2 separate regions of the Mus musculus genome follow, and region 2 is linked to region 1. Evidence: chromatin contacts called from public promoter capture Hi-C data. All regions are on one chromosome and are shown on one strand. Each heading gives the region's core, a stretch centred on a gene start, on an enhancer-like site or on the middle of the called end of the contact. The rest is flanking DNA. Distances are from core to core; before and after follow the strand shown.

What was found. Promoter capture Hi-C pulls out the DNA fragments that hold promoters and counts their contacts.
Region 2: a promoter capture Hi-C map of embryonic stem cells shows a contact between it and region 1, with 7 times the contacts expected there. The contact joins the promoter of Aldoc here to the promoter of Tlcd2 in region 1. A contact is called at or near these places in 2 of 39 promoter capture datasets (embryonic stem cells and frontonasal cranial neural crest).

Annotation. Positions count from the first base shown.
Region 1 is chr11:75,463,350-75,471,176 of GRCm38.p6, forward strand. Tlcd2 (TLC domain containing 2) reads left to right here and starts at 4,701. Exons shown (of 5, transcript NM_027249.3): 1 at 4,701-5,028; 2 at 5,208-5,290; 3 at 5,493-5,575; 4 at 6,123-6,552; 5 at 7,051-7,550. The coding sequence starts at 4,856. The coding sequence ends at 7,214. Mir22hg (Mir22 host gene (non-protein coding)) reads left to right here. Exons shown (of 3, transcript NR_030711.1): 2 at 344-508; 3 at 1,958-3,341. Mir22 (microRNA 22) reads left to right here and starts at 367; the gene lies at 367-461.
Region 2 is chr11:78,320,237-78,328,063 of GRCm38.p6, forward strand. Aldoc (aldolase C, fructose-bisphosphate) reads left to right here and starts at 2,837. Exons shown (of 9, transcript NM_001303423.1): 1 at 2,837-2,986; 2 at 4,154-4,277; 3 at 4,368-4,579; 4 at 4,673-4,727; 5 at 4,813-4,973; 6 at 5,093-5,176; 7 at 5,406-5,580; 8 at 5,699-5,898; 9 at 6,026-7,545. The coding sequence starts at 4,166. The coding sequence ends at 6,118. Spag5 (sperm associated antigen 5) reads left to right here. Exons shown (of 24, transcript NM_017407.3): 18 at 96-216; 19 at 325-436; 20 at 807-887; 21 at 1,026-1,181; 22 at 1,262-1,336; 23 at 1,450-1,530; 24 at 1,892-2,221. The coding sequence ends at 1,963.

The DNA of each region.
Region 1 (7,827 bases), core at 3,451-5,950:
AAACCCTCCTTGCTGCTGAATTCCCTAAGAACAAGTCATTTGAGTTGATCACAGAGCTCATATTTCTGAAGTACATTTTTTTTTTTAACTTGGGACTTGGGTTCTACACCCTGCCCTTTGAATGCCGAAGATGCTGGGCTCCTTAGCAGGTTGCCAAGAGTTGCCAGCTCCTAGTCTGTAAAGGGGCACAAAGCAAGTGCATTTAGAAGCCTCTTGCTTCTTATTCAAGAACCCCTCATTAGAAGGTACTGAAAGTCAGCTAGAGCCAGGTTTGGATGGCCTCTGGGTCGCTGGCCCTGTCACCCAGCTTTCCTGTTTTTTTTTTTCCTCCCCTTCCTTTTAGGAACCTGTGCCTCCCACACCCTCACCTGGCTGAGCCGCAGTAGTTCTTCAGTGGCAAGCTTTATGTCCTGACCCAGCTAAAGCTGCCAGTTGAAGAACTGTTGCCCTCTGCCCCTGGCTTCGTGGAGGAAGAGGAGAAGCAGCAGCTTTGCCTATCATCCGGAAGGTGACAGAACTGGGGTGGGAAGGTCTGGACAGCTGGGGTGATGGCTTTATGGGAGGGAAACCCTGGTCCTCTGGGGAGCCCTTACCCCCACTGGCCCAGTGAAAGATTTAGGTTAAAGGCACTGTCTATAAATTGGGGAATAGGTGACTCCACCTCCCCAAGATTAGTTGATGTCTGTGTGGCAGTGGGAAGAAATAGAAGGAAAAGTCTGTCTGTTTACTGAGACTTCCTTGTAGGCCTGCCTTTCTTATCTTCATCATCACCATGCCAACACACACACACACACACACACACACACACACACATACACACACATACACACACACACACACACACACACTTTCCTTTCCATGAGGTCCAAAAGTAAATGTACTCAGGAAGGGGGACATTGAAACTCCGTTCTAAGTAGTCATTTGTGTATTTACTTTTTTTGTTTATTTGTTTGTTTGTCTTTCGAGACAGGGTTTCTCTGTATAGCCCTGGCTGTCCTGGAACTCACTTTGTAGACTAGGCTGGCCTCGAACTCAGAAATCTGCCTGCCTCTGCCTCCCAAGTGCTGGGATTAAAGGCGTGTGCCACCACCGCCCGGCTGTATTTACATTTCTTTATTTATTTTTAGTCTGGCCCAGATTTTGGGTTTAGGGGTACTTACCCTTACACCTGTGGATTTTTCCACCTGTATAATGGGGAATCCCATAGATAAGTAGGCAGGAGGGCATTAAAAGTCCACCAGTGGTGACTCAGAGCCTGGGCTCTTCTCTTCTCGTGGATGGAAACGAAACAGCTCTTCACATGAACTGTTGTCCTTCCCCCACCCCCTGACTACTCACCCAGCTCAGGGGGATTAGGATGGAAGGAAAGGCTATGGTTAAGTCCCAGGCAAGCTCGTGGGAGGCTAGTCCTCTACTGGCTTCTCACCATGCATGGGTGGTCCAAGGCTTTCCCTCCACCTAAAGCAAAACTGTAGCTCTTGGTTGGGTTCTAGCAACCACTGCCATTTATTTTCTGCCTTTGCTTTCCAGGATAGTGAGACTCTGCTCAATACTGTGCAGGCAAGAAATTGTCAGGGGAGATGGGTTGTATGATATGAGTCCCTTCTGCTGCCTCTAGCTCCTGATTCATTCTCACGTATGGGCTTGGTCTCTGATTGTGGTTCACCTTTGGCCCAGTCTTCCTAACAGAAGATGGGTTCAGGGGGTACAGGAGGCTGTTTGTTGTATTTGACAGGAGGAGGAGTTCTAGCCTGTTCCCCATTTGTGAGAAACTGAAAGTCATAGGGGAGACTAGATCATCTAATCCAGCCCCACTGCAGTCTAAGCTGAGGGATAGGATGTGTAAGGGACTGTAGCAGACGGGCTGGGGAGGCTGAGTCGGCTCACACATTGCGACAAAGATTGCCCTTCCCTCGACCTCGCTTGCTTTCTTTCCTCCTCCCTTCCCTGGCCACAGTGTGTCCCTCCAGCACTGGGTACATGGCTCTGCTGTCCTCATCCAACATGGAGCCTCAGAGGTGAGAAAGGGCAGCCTGGAAGCAACAGAGGCAGGCACAAGACAGTGGAGGACCTGGCCTGGAACCACAAGGGCCTATCCGGACATTGGTCAGAGAGGCACGTAGAAGCCTGGAGAACACCAGGAAAGAGAGCAGCCAGCCAGCCTCAGTGAAAGACACGTGCTTCCAGCCATCTCCTCTCAGGACCTGCCTTCCTGGGAGATGAAGGGCCTCCAGGAAGTATGGTCCCATCTCTACCCTGCAGTTTCTATAAACAGCCTCAAGGAGCATGAGCCACCTCTGAAAGGAAATACACAGCAAATTCAAAAAGAGATTCAAATGTGTAACACTGTGGGAAAACATATCTATGACTGGGGTTGTAGCTCAGTTGGTAGGTTTGCTTAACATGCACCAAGCCCTGGTTCTGTCTTCTGCATTGCATAAAACTGAACAGGTTGGCCCAGGTCTGCAATCCCGGCACTCTGGAGGTGGTGGCAAAGGAGCCTACATTCAAGGTAATCCTCTGCTATACAATGAGTTCTGAGCCAGCCTGGGCTATATGAGACTGTCTCAAAAAATAAAACAAAATAAAATAAAGCATTGGTTAGTAATTCAAAGAAAGCAGATGTGGCTGAAACCGTTTTCCCTGATCATAATACAACAAGCAAATGAAAGCCAGAAGAAGGCTCCTGTGCCTTGTGTGTGGCAGTACCAACCATTGTGAGAGATGCCTTTGGACCTGGTAGTTTGCTGTCTTAGAAATGTATCCTAAAATAAGGATTTGGTTATAAAATGTTCATCTCAGGGTTGTAATAGAGAAAAATGGAACGCAGCTGTTTGTTTGGAAGTCCATTCCTTTTCTGCTGTCATGAAAATGTATAGCTAGGGCTTGCCTAAGTAAATTATATTCATCTGATGGTGGTGTTCTGTGCAGCCATCCAAAGTCTTACAGAAGAAAAATTGAGTGGAAATATAAATATTGAATACTAAAAAGATTATAAAAGTATGAGTTTGTGACTGTTTTTAAAATATGAACACATACTTGTAATATATTTTTTTAAAAACCATCCAATTGAGTGGAAATATAAATACTGAATACTAAAAAGATTATGAAAAGTATGAGTTTGTGACTGTTTTTAAAATATGAATGCATACTTGTAATATATTTTTTAAAAAAACACTGAAAGTGGATTCAAAATGTTAAGAATGGTTGTTTTTGTATGGTGGGATAGTACAATTGTGAATTTTCCCCTTGTTTTTTCTGTCTTTCTAATTTTTAAATATTGTGCATTGCTTTCATATGTTAAATAAAATACAAAAGACAAATAAATGTTTTAAAATTTTTACTCTTTTATGAGTGTTTTGCCTGTGAGTGGCAGGAATCCAACATTGTCTTCTGAAAGCAGCTAGCGCTAACTTCTGAGCCGTCTCTTCACTCCCTCTGTAATTTTTAAAAAATATATTTGTATGTTATATTATGTGTCTTTGTGCACCAGAGTGTGGGTGCACATTCTGCAGAGGCCAGAAGAGGGCATCAGATTCCCTGGAGCTGCACGCTGTTTGGATCTTCTGATGTGGATGCTCAGAATCGCACTCAGGTCCTCTAGAAGAGCAGCAAATGCTCCTAGCCACTAAAGCCATCTCTCCCTCTAGTCCTCATTGTCATGTTTAGATTTTGGAGAATTTGCTTGTAGGAGGATGGGCTACACCAAGTGCCAGGTGAAAGAAAATGTTTGCTTGGGATACCTATTGCTTCTTGAGTGTGTGTGTGCATGCTTGTGTGTGTGTGTGTATGTGTGTGTGTACACTGGAGCTAGGAATCATATCCAGGGGCCTTTTCAAGCTCCACCACACTAAAGTCAATTCTATGAACTTCATTAATTGTCTGAATCCACCTACTCTCTACACACAGGAAGCATTCCTCTGACTTTCTGACTGTCAGCCAGCTAAGGAGGTGTGGCTTAGAATAAGAAAGAAGGGAAATGCTCAAAACCTGTCACTCTTTGGGGGATTTGTGGTTGGAAAGGATATTCCTCTTAAGGCCAAAGGGGTCTAGAATCTGAAGAGTCTTATTTTTAGCTTGTTTGTTTTTCTTACTTGAGACCTGGGGAGGGGAGGTGTATGTGTCTTCCATTTGCTTCTTCTACCTAATAAAGTTTCTTGGTGATGTTTGGGGGGGGGGGAGGGGGTAGGACTCAAGAAGGGATTCTCCCATAAGCTGTTCCGTTTGGGTAGTACTATGTAAGGAAGTTACAGGTGGGCAGAGCTCGGCTCTGCCTGACTGGCGTGCTCTGAGGTAAAGGTGAGATGGTGCAAGATTTGGGCCCTCAGGAGTTGGCTCTGTTGGCCCTGTACCTTCTGGTCTGTGGGTAAGGATGACCAGTAGGTGAGAGATGAGGGAACCAGAACAGAAGGTGAAAGTTAGTGGGGCGGAGCCCCAGACTAGTCAGGTGGGGGTAAACTAGATGACTTTCTGGAACCCCAAGGGGCTCGGAGACTAGTGGTGTTGGAGAAGACCTCTAATGTGTTGTAAGGCCTCTGAACTCAGTAGCCGAACTTGATGCCAGAAAGCCCCAAACTGCTAAACCCAAGCAGGAGCGGGACGCCATCCGTTCCATGGCTTCACCCGAGGTGGCCCCATGGCTGCGCCAATCAATGAGCAGCCGAGAGATAGGGGCGTGGACAAGCCAGGAAAAGTTACAGCACGCTGGAAAGATAATACAGGCCAGGAAGCCCCAGGCACAGCAGGGTGGAAAAGCTAGATCCCGATTCTGCCGGAGGGGGGCCCCTTCGAGGTCCCGGGCACCGGGTGCCAGGATCAGAGAAACTGACTGAAACCTAGCTGACCTGCCCAGACCATGGCATCCTGGGGACTCCTTGTGGCTGGCGCTTCCTTCACGGCGTTTCGGGGACTGCACTGGGGGCTGCAGCTGCTGCCCACCCCGAAATCTGTTCGGGACCGCTGGATGTGGCGGAACATTTTCGTTTCGCTGATACACAGCCTACTCTCTGGAGTAGGGGCGCTGGTCGGGTGCGGAACTTGGGGACTGACAAAGCACTGAGGGGCGGGGGTGGAAAAGAGGGCCTGGAAGACTGAAGTTGGAACCTTTTGGAATGGAACTGGTTTGGGTTGTGGATGGGTGGGAGTACCCAGTGGGAGAATGGATCTAGGTCTGGGAGAAATTGACCTTAGCTCTTTGTCTTCTCCAGGCTGTGGCAGTTTCCTCAAATGGTCACCGACCCAATTAATGATCACCCACCGTGGGCACGGGTCCTAGTAGCAGTGTCAGTGGGTGAGTGTACAGAAAAGGCTGAATCGGGAAAGGCCTTGTTGGACCGGGAATTCTAGGTTCCTCCCCCATCTTTGGAATGGAGCAGATGTTGCTGGAGGTTTGCTGTGAGGAATTAAGGACCTGAGAAAAGTGGGACTTGAGATATCTAGGCTGTGCATCAGCTCTGAGCGAGGAGCCTCATAGTCTTCTCCGGTGCCTTCAGGTTATTTCGCTGCAGATGGAGTTGATATGCTGTGGAACCAGACATTGGCCCAGGCCTGGGACCTTCTCTGTCACCATTTGGCGGTAAGACTCTGAAGGGAGAGGCCAGGTAGTAAGGGAGCATGTCCAACTCAAGGGCCCAACCTCTCTCTTCAGTGTTCTGTCCTCTGACTTTTCCACAAAGCCCCCTGAAAACCTATCCTCTCAGACTTGGATTGAGTTGGAGGGAGGTTTTGACTGCTAGCCACTCCTGGGCACTGCCCAAGGAGTTTGGTTCTCCCCACAAACCTCCAGCTGATCATAAAAAAAAAAAAAAAAAAGCCAGGAATGAAAGCTAGGGTATGCTATGCAAATAGTGTGGCTTGGGGTAAGAGAACCTCTGGTCCAGGGCTGCTCATGCCCCCTAGATAAGGGTCAGCAGAAAGGTCAGGATTGGAGGCAGTCCTAAAAAATGCTTGGGTAATATAAAGTGAATAAATAAAAAATAAATAAATACTAATTTTTAAAAAGCTGATACCTGGAAGGATGAGGCAGAGAGTAGAAAAAACATGCGTGGGTGTCCCTAGGATAAGGAGCTGGGACTTGTTGGGCACAGGTCATGCAAAGCCTGAACCTTGAACCTTGCCTGCAGGTAGTGAGCTGCCTCAGCACCGCTGTTGTGTCTGGCCACTATGTGGGCTTCTCTATGGTATCCCTGCTTCTGGAGCTGAACTCCATCTGTTTGCATCTACGGAAGCTACTGCTGCTCTCCCATAAGGCCCCATCCTTGGCCTTCAGAGTAAGCAGTTGGGCCAGCCTGGCCACCCTGGTCCTCTTCCGCCTTCTGCCTCTGGGATGGATGAGTCTGTGGTTGTCCCGGCAGCACTACCAGCTGTCTCTTGCTCTGGTTCTGCTTTGTGTGGCTGGGCTGGTCACCGTGGGCAGCATAAGCATCTCCACAGGGATCCGAATTCTGACCAAGGATATCTTGCAGTCTCAGCCCTACCCGTTTATCCTCATGCACAAGGAAACCAAGACACGTGAGCCTGTTGCCAGGAACACTTCCACTCTCAGTCTGAAAGGTGTGGAAGTTTTCTCTTCTGTCAGCCCCCAGGGAGGTGGGGCTGGGAAGAGGAGATGGTAGCCCACTGCATAGTCTACTATGTAGCAAGGACTAGACTGTATCATCAGAGAGAGAGAGAGAGAGAGAGAGAGAGAGAGAGAGAGAGAGAGAGAGAGAACATTGTATGAGATCTCCATTACAGTCAGGAAATCAGGAGATCTAAATAACTTTAAAAGTCCCACAGTCTTTACATATTCTTAAAATTTCAATCTCTTTAAAATATCCATCTCTTTTAAAATTCAAAGTCTTTTTACAATTAAAAGTCTCAACTGTGGGCTCCACTAAAACAGTTTCTTCCTTCAAGAGGGAAAATATCAGGGCACAGTCACAATCAAAAGCAAAAGTCAATCTCCAACCGTCCAATGTCTGGGATACAACTCACGATCTTCTGGGCTCCTCCAAGGGCTTGGGTCACTTCTCCAGCCAGGCCCTTTGTAGCACACGCGTCATCCTCTAGGCTCCAGATACCTGTACTCCACTGCTGCTGCTGCTCTTGGTGGTCATCTCATGGTACTGGCATCTCCAAAACGCTGCATGACCCCTTCAGTCCTGGGCCTTCAAGAGAGAAGACTAGAGCCTGGCAAAGTGGCACATGCTGATAATGCTAGCACTTGGGAATGACAAGCAGAAGGATCAGAAGTTCAAGGCCAGCCTGGGCTACAAGAGACTCTGTTTCAACAAACAAACAAACAAACAAACCAAAGAAGAGAAAGAAAAAACTGGACATGACAGCCGGAACATTATCTGACATTCATAAGGTCCTGAGTTCAATGCCAAGTTGGCAGTGCCTAGTTTGATAAGGGTCTAGCCACTCTGGTAATACCATGGCTGACTGAACACCTTACCCAGCAACTTGCTGATAGACTCTGCCTTCCAGCAAAAGGGAGGAGCTTCGCTGAGGAGAGAACATTGAACCCTATTGTATATGAATAAATTGCTGTGCAAATGATTTCATCAGTCTCTTGTGAATGTGATTGCTTTGAGTCATTTTTCTTGGCTCCAGTGTTATCCTGGTCTGCAGTGTGGTGTGGAGTTGTGGAAGCTTTGAGTTGGGAGGGTTTCCTGTTAAGGTTTCTCTGGCTCTTTTCTTTCCTCCCGGTTTTTGTTTTGTTTGCCTGGTGGGGTTCTCTGGTGTGTGTGTGTGTGTGTGTGTGTGTGTGTGTGTGTGTGTGTGTTAGAAGTTGGCGGGGGGTGGAGGGGGCTGGAGAGATGGCTCAGCGGTTAAGAGCGCCAA
Region 2 (7,827 bases), core at 1,587-4,086, 2.9 Mb after region 1:
GTGGGTGGGAAACATAAAGTTGTGGGAGCAGTGGTTGTGTACCCTGTCCTTGTTGGCAGAAGGGCTATGTCTCCATCTAGAACTTTGTCTTTCAGAGACCCCAGACTTGGAGAAGAGCCTGGCAGAAATGAGTACTGTGTTACAAGAGCTTAAGAGCCTGTGTTCCCTGCTGCAAGAGTCTAAAGAGGAGGCCACTGGGGTCCTGCAGAGGGAAATGTAAGCGGTGTCAGTGTTAATGATGGGGAGTGATGAGAGCAGCCCTCATGCCAAGGGCAGAGCATGAGAATGATGCCAGATTCTCCTGCCCCCCCTCACCCCCCCCAGCTGTGAACTACACTCGAGACTACAGGCCCAAGAAGAAGAGCATCAGGAAGCCCTGAAGGCAAAGGAAGCAGACATGGAGAAGCTGAACCAGGCCTTGTGCTTGCTCCGCAAGGTGAAGGAGGGACCTTAAAGTGGGGCAATGAGGAACTGGGGCAGCTCCGCTGGCCCATTGGGACCCCCTTTCTAGGAATCTAGGTAGTGGGGGGGTTCCAACTACTGCTCTAGTTTTGCCCTTTTGGGGTCAGACACTTCCTATCTGAGAACTAGTACTGGGTTGACCTGTCTTCTCCAAGCAGACCCAGGAGAAAAGCCCAGAACTGAAGCAGAGTTCTGAAACCAAGACGTGCCATGCTTGACTTGGTCCTGAATAAGTGGACGGATATGAACGAGTCCCCGGGGCTGAGCATGGCTCGGGCATTCAGTCCTGTCTTCTGGCTGAAAAGAAGTGAGCCTTTCCTCAGTGCTTCTGTCCTTCTTCACAGAATGAGAAGGAGCTCCTGGAAGTGATACAGAAGCAGAACGAGAAGATCCTGGGGCAAATAGACAAGAGCGGCCAGCTCATAGTACGTTTCTCCTGATGCTATGGCCAGGTCTCTGCTTTTCCCACCTGATGGAGGAAGGAGAGAAAGAACCTCTGAGTACTGTTGGGTTATCTCCGTTACCCCTGAGTGCTGTTGGGTTACCTCTGCTCTTGTTCCCAGAACCTCAGAGAGGAGGTGACCCAGCTCACACAGTCACTTCGGCGTGCAGAGACAGAGACTAAAGTGCTCCAGGAAGCCCTGGAAGGCCAGCTAGATCCCAGCTGCCAGCTGATGGCTACTAACTGGATCCAGGAAAAAGTGTTTCTCTCACAGGAGGTAACACAGAGTTAACAAAGGAGCTGTACAAATAATGGGGACCCCACGCTATGCCCCTATTAACGTGGACATATTTATAGGTGAGCAAGCTGAGGGTTATGTTCCTGGAGATGAAAACTGAGAAGGAACAGCTGATGGACAAGTATCTGAGCCATGTAAGCAGTTCTGTTTCCTTCCACCACAGAAGCACCCTGCCATATATATTTCCTCTGTTCTCTCTAGCTGTGTTCTTTACGTGTAGGGTTCATGAAGCCTGTTTGCATTGTAGAGGCACATCCTGGAGGAGAATCTTCGGCGCTCTGACACAGAGTTAAAGAAACTCGATGACACAATTCAGCATGTCTATGAGGTAAAAGTGAAGGAGGTAGTGGGACCTGGCTGCCGGAGGGGCTGAGGAGCATGGCTCCGGTTCTCAGCCTGACTACTTTTTTTTTTTTTTAAAGATTTATTTATTTATTATATGAAAGTACACTGTAGCTGTCCTCTGAGGGAGTCAGATCTCATTACAGATGGTTGTGAGCCACCATGTGGCTGCTGGGACTTGAACTCAGGATCTTCGGAAGAACAGGCAGTGCTCCTAACCGCTGAGCCATCTCTCCAGCCCTCAGCCTGACTTCTTACAGTGGCTTCATTTTCACTTTTCCAGCATCACAGGCCAGGAGCTTTGGCTTCAGGCTTGTGATTCAGAACTGTTTTCTGTCTCTTCCCAGACTCTGTTGTCTATCCCAGAGACTATGAAGAGTTGCAAGGAGTTACAAGGATTGCTAGAATTTCTGAGCTAAGAAACTGAAAATATTGGAATGCAGTGGTGTGCACCTGTAGTTCCAGCTGCTCCAGACGCCAAAGTTGGAGTGCTGCCAAATCCCAGGAATTTGGGAACCTAACACAGACAACACAGCAAAAACCCTGAAAAATGAATTCCACTCCACTCCAGTTTCCTTCAGGGCTCTTTATCCCAACCCTTATCCCAATAATAAGACCAATTGGCATAGAGCCGACCATGTTTTATGTTATTTAAATAAAGTGTATTTAATGTAGTCCTTCCAGTCCACTGAATCTTATTTTGGGGGTAGGAGTGGGCAGATCAGCACTTCAGCCTAGGCACCCTTCACCACTTCCTGCTGCAGCTAAAGCCAAGGCTGACTGCTTTTCTTTGCTTGATTCTCTTCTTCTACCAACAAAAAAAGGGGGTGGGGGGGAGGGCAATGGACTGCCTGTTCCCTGGACCACTGCCTGGGGGGAACAGAAAAGACTCCATTCACTTACTTTCCCCATCCCCCTTGGGGGTAGGCACTGGTAAATATGGGGCAGAGCACAGAAACTCAATTCCATTATTCCATGTCTTGAAGTGGGGCACTGTTAGGTGGGCCTCTGCCCTACCTGCTGATGTTTAGAGATCTCTCCTCTAAACCAGGCTTAATCCCCAACATTCCACATAATGCCTTACACAGCAAAGGACTGATTGTGGTAGAGACAAACACAAGTCCATCTCTTCCCTCTAGGGCCCTGTTGGCAGGGTTCCATGATGTGGGAAGGGCATCGTCTCTAACAACCTTCCGGACCCTGGCAGAGGAATCACTCCACCTCACTACTCCACCTCTGAGGGCGTGGCCTTACCCTAGACCAGTCCTGGGGAGAGGGCGGGACCAGGACGGGAGGTATCTGTCACGCCCCCAGGGAGTCACGTAGCTCTGCGGCAAGTGCTGCCACCTTATTTACTCCAGCTTGGACCGAGCTAATCAGAGGAAAAGTGAGCTGTGCTGTGGCTCCCGCGGCTGACTGGCTGAGTGACTGGCTGAGTATAGGTAAGGTCTCCAAGCGAGCCTGAGATGCTCGCGTCCGGTTTGTCTTCCCATGCTGTCCTTGCCCTCTCCCTGGGACCCAAGTTCCTCTGCTTTCTGTGGTTTTGAAACCCCATGCATGGCTCAGGAAAACCGTGCTTCTCTTCTTCCTTCTAGTTCTCCTTTCCAGTTCCAAGTCATATGCCTCCAGGACTTTTTCATTGGGGTCAGTGCATTCCACCCAGGACATTTTAATCTCAGTCCATTTCTGGTTCTTCTAGGCTTGTCCTCTACTCTAGGGTATAGGCCCAGGAAGAGCATCAGGACCGGTTAGCTTGTATCACCATTACCCGTCTCACCTCTTCCAGGTCTCCTTCCTGCTTTTCCTGCATCTCTCCCTCTTTCCCATAATCCACTCACTCAGCCTTAATTCCTCGCCTCTGGGGTCTCTACTAGGAGGCTGAGTTGTGGGGAGCCAAGCCTCCCTATTTCCTGTGCCTCTTGCATATGAGGGAATGCCGGGTACTAGGGATGATCTGGTGATGTCTCTTTCCTGTCCTCTCATGTATGCTGATATTGCCTCTCTCCTACCATACTTGCAGCCCTGGGAGTCAATCTCCACCATAGGTAGGGGAGTAGGCAGTAGCAAAGGCAGTCAGGTTTTCAGTACCTGTACCACTGCTACTCCCTGCCCCCTGCCTTCCACTAGACTTGGGGAAGGATGCTGTAGGTTAAACGTCTCATTCACAAACCTTTGAGAAAAGTGATCCCCCCCCCCCCCCGCCTTAGGGACCCTTTTGAAGAAAAGAAAGGGGAAGCAGGAAAGCAAAAATCAGAAACAACAGGTTTTCTGTTTACCTCAGGAAGGGGCCAGATTCAGTGAAAGAAGAGCTGGCATTCTCAACCTGGCAGCAGTTTCCAGGAAGACCTGTGGCTTCAGGGCTGTCGCCTCCCATCCCCCACGCTGCATCTCTTCTGGAGCTGGGAAGGGTGCCCACCAGGAACAAAAGGAGATGTGGGAACTGGGGCCCTAACTCTGTTAGCTGTCAAAGAGATTGATACCACTTTGATGCCCAGGCTCCAGGCCAAAGGCTGCTCTCCTGCTCCCAGCCCCGTGCTGGGAAGCCTGTTTGGTTAGGAGAGGAAGTAGAAGGTCCTCGGAGTCTAGAGCTTATGTCTTCTCCATTCTAGACAACTGTCATCATGCCCCACTCATACCCAGCTCTTTCTGCTGAGCAGAAGAAGGAGTTGTCGGATATTGCTCTACGGATCGTGACCCCCGGCAAGGGCATTCTGGCTGCAGATGAGTCCGTAGGTAAGTGGGAGCCTGTGGTCAGGGTTGAGGAGAGGTTGCCAAGGAATTCTAGCCAAAGAACCAGCCTGTCTCCCCTTTGCTTGCTTCTAGGCAGCATGGCCAAAAGGCTGAGCCAAATTGGGGTGGAGAACACTGAGGAGAATCGCCGGCTGTACCGCCAGGTCCTATTCAGTGCTGATGACCGTGTGAAAAAGTGCATTGGGGGGGTCATCTTCTTCCATGAGACACTCTACCAGAAAGATGACAATGGTGTCCCCTTCGTCCGCACCATCCAGGATAAGGGCATTCTCGTAGGCATCAAGGTACACAGTCCCTGGTGGTGCCTGGGGGCTAGGTGTGGAAACCAGTGTATATAAGAGGGTGACAAGCCAGACCTCTATCTGTTTCCCTTGCAGGTTGACAAGGGTGTAGTGCCTCTAGCTGGGACCGACGGGGAAACCACCACTCAAGGTACCTGTTGGGTGGGTACAGGGGTGGGACATGTTGATGCTGGCAAGATGGAGGCAGGGTGGTAAGGCTGGCACTGTGTTTTCAGGGCTGGATGGGCTCTTGGAACGCTGTGCTCAGTATAAGAAGGACGGTGCTGATTTTGCCAAATGGCGCTGTGTACTAAAAATCAGTGATCGCACGCCGTCGGCACTGGCCATATTGGAGAATGCCAACGTGCTGGCCCGCTATGCCAGCATCTGCCAGCAGGTGTGTGCTGGGGGGTTGGGTGGTTGGATGAGGGCCCCGGGGCCGGTGGAGATGTGCTTTCATGGCTTTCTCCCATCCTATCTTCTACTTCTTCCAGTTAACCCTGCTCTTGCTTTCAGAATGGGATCGTGCCTATTGTGGAGCCTGAGATTCTGCCTGACGGAGACCATGACCTCAAACGTTGCCAGTATGTTACAGAGAAGGTAAGACCAAACATAGCCGGGAGGGACAGCCTAGCAGGGGTGCCTGTACCCCATCCCTGCTAAGATCCAGGCACACTTTCCCTTAAGGATCTTTACTGATACCCAAACGGGCTTCATAGACTAAGTCTATGCTGAGCCCTTGGTTTCCTGTACCCACCTACCCCTGGGTGAGGAGCACAGTGCGCTAGGCAGTGGTCCCAGCCCTGTACAAACCTCCTCTGCTCCCCAGGTCCTGGCTGCTGTATACAAGGCCCTGAGTGACCATCATGTATACCTCGAAGGGACTCTGCTCAAGCCCAATATGGTGACCCCTGGCCATGCCTGTCCCATCAAGTATAGCCCAGAAGAGATCGCCATGGCAACTGTCACTGCCCTGCGTCGTACTGTGCCCCCAGCTGTCCCAGGTACTAAACTGCTCCTATCCCTTCAGGTCTGACTTGAGGGTTTTCCATGACACCGGGGTCCTTTACCCTGGGCAAGACAGAGAATGATCAGTCAGTCTGTCTTCTCCTTCTACTCCAGGGGTGACTTTCCTGTCTGGGGGTCAGAGTGAAGAGGAGGCTTCTCTCAACCTCAATGCCATCAACCGCTGCCCACTTCCCCGGCCCTGGGCCCTCACCTTCTCCTATGGGCGTGCCCTGCAGGCATCTGCACTCAATGCCTGGAGAGGACAAAGGGATAATGCTGGGGCTGCTACTGAGGAGTTTATCAAGCGGGCAGAGGTAGGGAGCTAGAGGTGATGACTTGGGGAGGGATTCTGTGGACCACAGAGGTCCCAAACCGGGCAGCGTGCATTCCACATCCGTGGTCTGGCTCAGTCTGCTCATTGAATCCCATTCCGTTTTGCAGATGAACGGGCTTGCAGCCCAGGGCAGATATGAAGGCAGTGGAGATGGCGGAGCGGCAGCACAGTCCCTCTACATCGCCAACCATGCCTACTGAGGCACGCTGACTCTACCCACAGCCCTTGGCCTAGCAATGCACATCCCATTTTGCCTATAGTCACAGCCAGGGCCAAATAGCTATGCAGAACAGAGATATCTTTATCCAGCGCCAAGTCATCTCACATCTCACATGCCTTACATTGCTGTACCCGAGACCACAGGATGGGAGGGTAGAGATGCCCTCCCATGTTTGAAGATGGGGGGACTTTCTAGAAGTCAGAACAGAACATGTGGACCTTTTTCCTGTCTCCACCAGCCCTTACAGTTACCCTTGATGGTATAGTTTGTCCTTGGGCTCTGCTTGCTAATTTTCTCTCTTGGGATCAGGGGGACGTGAACTCCAGCCCTGACTCGTGCTCCTTATGCTCTGAGTACATAGCAAATAAATGAGAGCAAAACACAGCACACCGCTCTGTCTGTCTGTCTGTTGCACATACCAAAGTCTACCTCCATGTGTGCGACCTCTTGCTGATCCTATCTCAGAGCCCCTCTGATTGTGGTGGTGGTGGTGAGGTGAGATCTGAGTTTTCCTGAGCTTCAAGTTTTGTGGAGGAAGGGTTCACCTGGCTCACCATCCCTAGCTCAGGCTCCTACCTGCTGATTTCCAAAGCTGGAGTTGTTGTTAGAGGGCCTGGGGGTGGAGAGGAGGGTACAGGTCTTCCAGGGACTGACACATTAAAGGATCCAGCAGGATGAGAAACTCCATTTTGTGCAAGGCTCAAAGGGGACAAGCAGGGATCAGAGTGGGCCAGTTCTCCTCCATCTCTGAAGAATGTGCACTTAGGTCTTTTCCAATAAGGAAACCTTCCAAGCCTCGGGGCTACAGAGCTGAGTGTCTAGAAGCTTGCCAAGGGCTATGACCCACTTCCATGTAGAGAAGGGATTCATCGGAGGGTTCTGGACTTGTTAGAACTGATAGGGCTTTGTGGTGAATGATTACCCCTGGGCTAGAGTGTGAGGTAGGGTGACACTAGACAGATGTGCACTGGAAAAGTCATTGATGTTCTGCTCTGTGTGGCCTGACCTTATAATCAAAGCAGCTAACTCAGCAATTTCCATATGCTTCTGCCAGGCACTGTTCTTCTAACCATTATTATATGCATTAACACAGCTCTGTAAAGTAGGTACCATTGTACTTTTCATAGGAGGAAACAGGCTTCAAAGAGAGGCTGAGAGGCTATTTAGGATTCGAACAGCAGGCATTACTATATAGAGGCTGTGCTCAGGAATTTTTCAATGAAGCATCCTCAATCGCTCGAATTGGAATCGATTTTTAAATCCTAGTCTATAGTCTCGGCTAGTTGGGAGGCTGAGGTATCAGACATTAGGGACAGGATCACTTTAACCCTCTGGATCGTATAGGGAGATCTGTCTCAACATTAACTAAAATAAAATTAATCACATAGTAGCCAACCATGCTAAAAAGTTACCGTTTTGTCAGTTTTATCTTTAAGCTTTGAAGAGCTGGTGCTCTGAAGAAAAGACCTATGTTAGAAATGACATTAGGGGCTGGTGAGATGGCGCAGGGGGTAAGAGCACCCGACTGCTCTTCCAAAGGTCCGAAGTTCAAATCCCAGCAACCACATGGTGGCTCACAACCACCTGTAACAGAGATCTGATGCCCTCTTCTGGTACGTCTGAAGACAGCTACAGTGTACTCACATATAATAAATAAATAAATCTTTAAAAGAAGAAAAAAAAAAAAAA